Linked DNA regions of Mus musculus: region 1 is linked to region 2. A link is a contact called in public Hi-C data. All regions are on one chromosome and are shown on one strand. Each heading gives the region's core, a stretch centred on a gene start, on an enhancer-like site or on the middle of the called end of the contact. The rest is flanking DNA. Distances are from core to core; before and after follow the strand shown. Region 1 overlaps Galnt11 (polypeptide N-acetylgalactosaminyltransferase 11). Region 2 overlaps Prkag2 (protein kinase, AMP-activated, gamma 2 non-catalytic subunit).

What was found. A called contact is a pair of places that touch in the nucleus more often than the background predicts.
Region 1: a Hi-C map of uterus shows a contact between it and region 2, with 4 times the contacts expected there. The contact joins two enhancer-like sites. A contact is called at or near these places in 4 of 484 Hi-C or Micro-C datasets (embryonic fibroblasts, liver, stem cell-derived neural stem cells and 1 more), 1 of 115 datasets of contacts at active chromatin or transcription factors (kidney) and 3 of 9 other capture datasets (adipose tissue, macrophages and pancreatic islet).

Annotation. Positions count from the first base shown.
Region 1 is chr5:25,247,440-25,252,029 of GRCm38.p6, forward strand. Galnt11 (polypeptide N-acetylgalactosaminyltransferase 11) reads left to right here. Exons shown (of 12, transcript NM_144908.4): 2 at 15-347; 3 at 1,397-1,520; 4 at 2,648-2,814; 5 at 4,585-4,590. The coding sequence starts at 53. Among named protein-coding and RNA genes, the nearest start is that of Galnt11, 27 kb to the left of the region's middle. Within about 2 kb of position 2,867, at least 6 of the 459 cell types and tissues checked have an H3K27ac peak or open chromatin away from gene starts, as enhancers often do. A contact at or near this core is called in uterus, where this site is marked.
Region 2 is chr5:25,028,464-25,033,039 of GRCm38.p6, forward strand. It overlaps Prkag2 (protein kinase, AMP-activated, gamma 2 non-catalytic subunit), which reads right to left. Exons shown (of 16, transcript NM_145401.2): 2 at 2-73. Among named protein-coding and RNA genes, the nearest start is that of 1500035N22Rik, 45 kb to the left of the region's middle. Within about 2 kb of position 2,043, at least 84 of the 459 cell types and tissues checked have an H3K27ac peak or open chromatin away from gene starts, as enhancers often do. A contact at or near this core is called in uterus, where this site is marked.

The DNA of each region.
Region 1 (4,590 bases), core at 1,617-4,116, 220 kb after region 2:
TCTTTCTTTTTTAGGAAACTGAAAATGGCCTTTGAGCTATGCTAGGTCTATAATGGGAAGCATCACAGTTCGATATTTTTGTTATGGGTGCCTTTTTACATCTGCTACCTGGACAGTTCTGCTTTTCATTTATTTTAACTTCAGTGAAGTGACTCAGCCCCTTAGGAATGTGCCCATCAAGGGGTCTGGGCCCCACGGGCCATTTCCCAAAAAATTCTACCCACGTTTCACTCGAGGTCCAGGTCGGGTATTAGATCCACAGTTCAAAGCAAACAGAATCGACCGTTTGATGAATAATCACATTGAAGATCCAGATAAAGGCCTCTCAAAATCTTCCTCTGAACTAGGTAAGTAATCAGGTCTGTACTTTTTAAATTGTGTGACACCTAAGACTAGAAGTGTGCCATTGTTCCCATAAGTAACAGAGTTGTAATTAAATCTGTACTGGAGCTGCTGACAGGGAAGATGGTTGAGCTCTGAACCCAGAGATCATAGGCGACCCCCCCAACCCCACACCCCAGTTTTTTGAGTTGGGGTTTCTCTGTGCAGCCCTGGCAGTCCTGGAACTTACTCTGTAGACCAGATTGGTCTCAAACTCAGAGATCCTGCCTGCTTCTGCCTCCCCACTGCTGGAATTAAAGGTATGGGCTACCACTGCCTGCCATAGGAACCCTTTTTATATAAAAGCTTATGTGTAAATTTTTGTGGGGCATGGGTATAAAACTGGAGACTACTGTGGTTAATTGGGATGAAATAATCTATTGCTTTTATGGAACATTTTCAGTATTTTTCCTCCGGTCACAGATAAATTTGTCTTGTGATTGTAATAAGATGTTAATTCATTTTTGTTAATTCATTTACTTGGATTTTTTTTTTTTTTTTGAGACATGGTTTGTCTGTGCAGCCCTGGCTGTCCTGGAACTCACTCTGTAGACCAGGCTGGCCTCGAACTCAGAAATCCGCCTGCCTCTGCCTCCCAAGTGCCGGGATTAAAGGCGTGCGCTACCACGCTCCCCACTTTTTTTTTTTTTTTTTTTTTTGCGATAGGGTCTATGTATACCTAGCTGGCCTGGAACTCACCCTGTGGTCCAGGAGAGTAATCTACCTGCCTCTGTCTGAGTGCTGGGGTTAAAGGTATGTGTGTCAACGCATACAATGTTCTTAGCGTAATGGTTTGAGCAGGTATTCAGGGTTCAGGCACACTTGGTGTGCATTAGATTGATAAGTATCTGATGTTGGCCTCAGCTTACTCATTTAAAGCCTGAACCTACAGTCAAGTTGAAAACTGTGGTTGTGTAGTGTGATGATAATGGTGAAGCCAAGGCTCTGGGGAGACCATCGTATCGCAGTGGGTGGTGTGATCATCTTTTTTCAGAGTAACTTCACTCTCTTTCAGGTATGATTTTCAATGAACGTGATCAGGAATTGAGAGACCTGGGCTACCAGAAGCACGCCTTTAATATGCTCATTAGTAACCGCTTGGGATACCACAGAGACGTGCCGGACACCAGGAATGCAGAGTACGCTCCTTATTTCTTCCCTTTCTAAATCTTTTTCTTCTTCAGTTTTGGAGACAGGGTTTCTCTGTGTAGCCTTGGTTTTTCTAGTAGATTAAGATTATTATTTTTCTGTATATATTAATACTGGAGATTAATATGGCAGCAATTAGTTCTTGACCAGCTTTTCCCCCAAGTAACCACACAGAGACCTTTTAATATTTCCAAGCGTTGGGCCTTAGCTGGGCAGACAGACATTCAGCTAGCTCACCTCAGCTAAGCGGAGCCTAGCTCCATCCAGCCATGTGGCTGTGCCTTCCAGGCTGTGGTTATGCCCATCTTCTCCCGTGTGCCTCCTGGCAAAAGGCCTTCCTTCTTATTCTTAGAGCTCCAGTCTCTCTCTTAGGAAGTTCCGACTTCTACTTCTCCCGTGTGCCTCCTGGCAAAAGGCCTTCCTTCTTATTCTTAGAGCTCCTGTCTCTCTCTTAGGAAGTTCCGACTTCTACTTCCTGCCCAGCTAATTGGCCATTATTATTGGCTTTTTATTAAAGTCAATCAGAGAATGCTTTGGATAGGTTAGGAAGGACAGAGACAATTTCACACAGTATACCCCAACACTTGCTCTGTAGACCAGACTAGCCTGGAACTCAGAGATCTACCTGCCTCTGTCTCCTGAGTGCTAGGATTAAAGGTGTGCACCACCATTGCTAGACTGGAGTTTATTCTTTAAGTTGATAACTGTTGTTGGTCAAAGCCACTTATCAAGAAGTTACTATGTCCATGAAAGCTCTTATATCGTCTAAGAATTCAGTTTTCTTAAATCCTTTTTACACTATTGGGTAAAAACTAAAAATTTTGTTGAAGACAACGTTTTCTTACTGTGTTTCCATTGTAAAACCTCATTGAGAGGCTGCACTAACCTAGCACTGCACAGGCAGTGACTTCACCACCTCATTAACTTCTCCACCCAAAGGAAGAAACCACGCCTAAAGGTAAAATCATTAACATAATGTAAAGCAAAGAGTAAACCAGTGCTTTCTAAATGCTTAAACGTCACTATAATGTAAGATAGAAGCTGAACAAGGTAGCAAGAAATTACCTAAGACATTTGCTTCATAAAATACCAGCTTTTCTTGTTTTGATTGTTAAAGGTGTAGGAGGAAGTCCTACCCGACTGACCTGCCAACTGCTAGCATTGTCATCTGTTTCTACAATGAAGCCTTTTCTGCCTTACTGCGGACTGTGCACAGTGTTGTGGACCGCACACCGGCCCACCTTCTTCATGAGATCATCCTTGTGGATGACAGCAGTGACTTTGGTAAGTGATGCTAGGAATGGTCACCGTTCATGGGCTCTTACTCACTGTGTGATGAAGCGACAGCTGGGCTACAGTCTATCCATTGCTATAGGATGATTTTGTAATCTGTCTACAGTGTTATTCAAATATGCCCTGGGGGAATTTCCCTTTGGTTTGCTTTAAAAATGTCCATTATGAATGAAGCTCCAATTCATAGGAGCTTAAGAAGACTTCCACTTGCCCTTCACCCAGTTTCCCGTGTTGGTTGTGTTTCCTACTTAGAGTACAGTGTAAAAAGCAGAGCTCCATAGTGGACAAGTGACAGTTTATCTTTCATGAGTGCTGTTAGCACCAGCACAGCCCTGAGAAATACACTGCACCGCCCAGCAGCCCCTGGTACTCCCCTTAGAGCTGTACTCTGCCTTTGTGCCCCTGAAATCCTTCCCTGGCATCTGGTAACCTCTGATTTTTGTCATTTCAAAAGTGTGATGCAAATGGATATGCAGGTTGTCCCCTTTTCAGATTGGCACTTTTGACATGGTACAGTGTGGTAAACCACACTGTAGAGTAAGTCTGCTACACCAGTTATTTCCAGACTAGAGTGAGCAGCATTCAGAAAGCTATTAGATGTTACCTGAATGCCAGTTTTCTGAGACTCACTATGTATTTTAGGCATCTTTTTTTTAACTGTAGATTTTTGCAAAGAAAAGTTTTATACTGTTTTACCCCTGTTTAGCTCTCAGCTTCCTTCAAGGTGGGTGGGATCCATTTTTACAGAGACGGAGATACAAAAATAAGTGACCTAGCTGGGTGTAGTGGTACATACCTTTAATCCCAGCACTCTGGAGGCAGAGGCAGGCACATCTCTCAGTTCAGGGCCAGCCTGGTCTACTAAGTTCCAGGACAGCCAGGGCTACACAGAGAAACCCTGTCTCAAAAACAAATAAAACAAACAAAAGAAGAAAAGAAGGAAAGAACGAATGAAAGAAAGAGACTTCCCAGAACCTAATTTGAATAGTAGAGTTAAGATTATGCCTAGTCGCCTGGCTTCCAGCTGTTTCCCTTTAGCACAGCACTGCAGGCACAGTGATGGGTGGCCCAGAGAGGCATTTTCCATGTACTCAGCATCATTGGACCGTCTACAGCACTAGCAGAGCTGTACACTTAGGGGCTGATGAGCGAGCACAGCACTCATGAGACCTGGGTAAATAGAGAAACTTTATGGGCAAAATTTTAGAAAAGTTCATAGACACCAAAACTTACCATTTTTGTTTGTTTTGGGTTTTGAGGCAGGGTCTCTTTTTATAGTCCTGGCTGTCCTAGAATTTGCCACACAGACCAGGCTGGCCTTGAACTTACAGAGATCTGCCTGCCTCTGCAACCCTAGTACAAGGGTTAAAGGTGTGTACCAGCACACTCAGCTTGTAAAGACAAGAACATCTTTTTTATAGTCTAGGTTGGCCTCAAGTGGCTTTCAGGGCACTTGAACTTACAACAGTCCTCCTGTCTCAGCCTTGAGTGCTGGGATTGCAGGCAAGAACCTTCACATTTGACTTCATTTCAAACATTTTCTATGGAAATATACGTCTAAGGCTGCAGTTCCTCATGGCTGGGCTCCAGCTTTGCTCCTGGTTTCTCTTCCACAGAGGGGACTAGGATGCTTTATAGTGAGGCCATCTAACACATTTCTTTGATCATGTGTAGATTTTGGCACACATGGCAGATCCATTAGAAATAGAAGATGCTTGCTGTATGTCTTGTGTGGTGTAATAATGGAACTGTCCATTTTAGATGATT
Region 2 (4,576 bases), core at 793-3,292:
CCTTCCGAGATGAATGCTTTTCTGAATTCTCCACATCTCCATCCAGGAGCGGCATGGCAAAGGAACTCAGGTCCTGGGGGGTAAGAGAGCACACAGTCAAAGCCATGGCCCACGGGGCACGTGTGCATGCTCTGGGAGGGACCCACCTCCCTCTCTGACAGGCCTCCTAGGGTCCACACACTTGTAAGGATACTGGGAGGAATGAAGTGGTCTACAGAGACGCTGTGTCCCTCCCTCTGGCTACCAGACTATGGAAACAGTGGAACTGAGACTTGAACCTCTGGCCCTGTATTGAAATCTTGAGTCTCCTGCCAAGGCTCAGAAGACGGCCTTAGAGGGTAAGGGGACCACTGAGCCCCCTTGTTCCTCTTTGTAACATGGCACACTGAACGAAGACTTTCCTGCTTTCCACTATGGCTTGTCTATTCAGCTGGTATACGAAGTGTGAGCCTAGGTAGGGATGCCAGGCCCAGCCACCAGCCCTAACAACTCCCGCAACATGGGGATGCTCACCTATATCTCCATTCCCTTTCAGAACGTCAAGCCAAATGTCCAACAGCAGCCACTCACACCCCCAGCAAGGAAGACATTAGGCAAAGCCACAAGCCAAGGGAATGGAAAGATCCGGGGTCAAGGCAGGCAGGGTGAAAGCACTGGCTCTGGGGATGACTGGGCAATGGCTGGTAGATGGGACTTTTCCTCCTGACTTGAAACCTGAGGCCTCTTTGAATGGTCCAAGGAAGTGTGTCTTCTGTAAAGATGACCACACTTGTGGAGGGTGGTGCTGGAGCAATAGATAAAGCTTGATGGCAGAGGTGGAGATGATGGGGAGGGCTTGCATTGGCTTCTTTTCCTATTGCTGGGATTAGATGCCCAGATCAAAGCACCTGTATGGAGAAGGCACTTCTCTTGGCTCACAATTTGGGTACAGTCTACCAGGGAAGCCGAGACAGCAGGAGCTTGAAGCAGCTGGTCCCTCACACCCATAATCAGGACCAGAGGTCACAAGATGCAAGTTTCTGCTCAACTCACTTTCATAATTTTAGACCCAGTTCAGAATACCCACCCAGGGAATGGTCTGCACAGAGTTAAGATGGGTCCTTAATTAATCTAATCAAGATCCAGTCAAATTGACAGTTAACACTAACTGCCACAGGGGACTAAAACAGAATGGGGAGGAGTGGGTAGCTTGTCACCGAGTCAGAAATAAGGCAGATGCTTTGCTCTGACTCTCCAGCCCTGCTCTTCCTGTGCCCCACAACTGGCCTTGGAAGACGCCTGCACACCAGATGGGACCACCTGGCCACCCTGGAGACTATAAAAGTCGTCATCCTTAACACACCATTGTTGTTTATCAAAAAATAATTGGAATAAAATATAAACAATAAGAATTATCATCTGCTCTCTCTCTCTCTCTCTCTCTCTCTCTCTCTCTCTCTCTCTGTGTGTGTGTGTGTGTGTGTGTGAGTGTGTGTGTGTGTGTGGTGCCGGCATGAACCCAGGGTTTTACACATGCTAAGCAAGCGTTGTACCACTAAGCTATCCCCATCCTCAAGCTAACCCTCTGTAAATAATTCAGTGGCTGCTAAGTTACTCATGTGATTTTACCTCCACCACTATAACTGTCATGACTGTGCTATGTCAGAAACAGGCAGACATGATCATGTTTTCCTACAAAGTCCACATTACTGAATAACAACTCATTCACTAGCTACAGAGTTTCCTCGGCTAGTTTGTCCTTAGTCCCTATTTTCCTACATAGTTGGCGGAGGCAAACACACACAAGGTTCATTTATTCCAACCTTAACTGCTAATATTAGCTCTCAGTTCACACATTCCAAATCACACAGTAAATACATCTGTGTGTACATATAGTGTAGGTGACAGAAAGCCTCTGAAGGGTTCAGGAGGCCAACAGAGTTCAAGGAGTTCCAAAGAGGCCTTGAGGAAAAGCAGAAGGGGGAGGCTGATAAGGATGCAGAGGGAGGCAGAGAAAGACGCTGGGTCAGATACAAACCCAGTCAGAGCCCAGCGTTTGCAAGCCCAGCCAGGCCACAGAGTCAGAGTTGAGTCATGCTGCAGAAATGAGGTGTGAGATACTTGCTGGTCACAGGGGTGACAGAGGCAAACTACAGAACTAGTTCCAGACAGACAGATGGGTAGACTGATGGACAACAGATTCGAGTTGACTTTATCAGAGCTGAGACCACATTAAGCTAAAGTCTCAGACAGCTGGGACAGTTGGGAGTTCTCTGCCTATTGTACACACACACACACACACACACACACACACACACACACACACACACACACAGAGAGTTGCTCAAATGAAATGCCCAGAGGCTCATGTATTTGAACACTTGATGCTAAGTTGCTGGTGCTCTTTGGGAGACAGGAGGTATGACCTTGCTGGGGAAGTGTGTTACTGGGGATGGCTTTGAGAGTTTAAGACTGCCTGCCATTTCAAGTAGCTCTCTCTGCCTCGTGTTTGTGGTTCAAGATGTGACTGTTTCTTGCTCCTGCCTCACGCCAGCTCCTTGTTGTCAAAGCTCCTGCCTCATGCACTCATTCACATGCGTTCTCTCTCTCTCTCTCTCTCCCTCTATCTCTATGAGTGCACACACATGTATACACAGGTTCGTACACATATACACACACACATGGACATGTGAGTATGGGACAGTTGGGAGTTCTCTGTCTATTGTACGTACACACACACACACACACACACACACACACACACACACAGACGCGCGCACGCATGCGCACACACAGTTGCTCAAATGAAATGCCCAGAGGCTCATGTCAGATCATCTGGTCAGATGACAGGCTAGAGGGAACATATCCCTCTCGGCGGATGGGTGAGGGTGAGGAGGTCACACCCTTGTCTCAGCATAATGTGTTAGGTAAGTTCTTATGCTTGGTTTTCCCGATATAGTTTTAATACCCTCATGTGCTAAAGTGGACTCAATTTACTCTGATGAATCGTGAGGGTGGTTATCTCTTTTACTTTGGGAATATGCCATTTAACAGTCTGTGCCGTGGGTGGTACGGGGCAGATGGTGTTGTTTACATGCCTAACAAGTTGCAGAGTCATTTTCAACCCTCTGTAAACTGGAGTCAATGGCAGCATGTAAAATGGAGTCTCTCTCTCTCTCTGCATGAGGCACTGCCTGAAAACCATTGCTCTGCACAGTATGGAGTGACTGAGGGCAGGGCGCAGACTGATCAAAACAGAATCTATTTCCAGACACTTTTTATCTCTCTGAGAAGACACTCTTCAGCCTCCCTCCCGAACCCTGGTGGCAGCACCCTGTGTCATCTCTGTGAGTCTGACAACTCTGAGGTCTGCAGAAGGGAAGTAGACACAGTCTGTCTGTTGCTGGCTTACTACAGTTAGCACCGGTCCTCAAGGCTTTAAGAAGAGTACATCAGCTTCCAGTTTCTGTCTGTGCCCTGGAGCTGACCCTGTGCCAAGCTCTCCATACCCAAATCCTGCTGGGAGAGAGCTGGTCTCCCAGGAGTGCTGACACACAGGCTTATAGGAGGGACACGCCATTGTCAGAGACAGCAAGACCAGCTAACACCACAGATAACCAGCTGGTGAGAGGCAAGGGCAAGAACCTAAGCAAGAGAAACCAAGGCTATACCGGGCGGTGGTGGCACACAACTTTAATCCCAGCACTTGGGAGGCAGAGGCAGGCGGATTTCTGAGTTTGAGGCCAGCAAGGCCAGCCTGGTCTACAAAGTGAGTTCCAGGACAGCCAGGGCTATACAGAGAAACCCTGTCTCGAAAAACAAAAACAAAACAAACAAACAAACAAACAAACAAAAACCAAGGCTACTTGGCATCATTAGAACCCAGTTCTCCCATTACAGCAAGCCCTGGATGCCCCAAAACACTGGAAAACCAAGGCTCTGATTTAAAATCACATCTCATGATGATGATAGAGGACATTAAGAAGGACATAAGTAATTCCCTTAAGGAAATACAGGAGAACACAGGTAAACAGGTAGAAGCCCTTAAAGATGAAACACACACACACACACACACACACACACAAATCCCTTAAAGAATTACAGGAAAACACAACCAAACAGGTGAAGCAATTAAACAAAACCATCCAGCATCTAAGAATGGAAATAGAAACAATAAAGAAATCACAAAGGGAGACAACCCTGGAGATAGAAAACCTAGGAAAGAAATTAGGAGTCATAGATGCAAGCATCATCAACAGAATACAAGAGATAGAAGAGAGAATCTCAGGTGCAGAAGATACCATAGAAAACATTGACACAATAGTCAAAGAAAATGCAAAATGCAAAAATCTCCTAACCCAAAACATCCAGGAAATACAGGACACAATGAGAAGATCAAATCTAAGGAAAATAGGTATAGAAGAGAGTGAAGATTCCCAACTTAAAGGGCCAATAAATATCTTCAATAAAATTATAGAAGAAAACTTCCCTAACCTAAAGAAAGAGATGCCCATGAACATACAAGAAGCCTACAGAACTCCAAATAGATTGGACCAGAAAAGAAATTCCTCCTGTCACATAATAGTCAAAACACCAA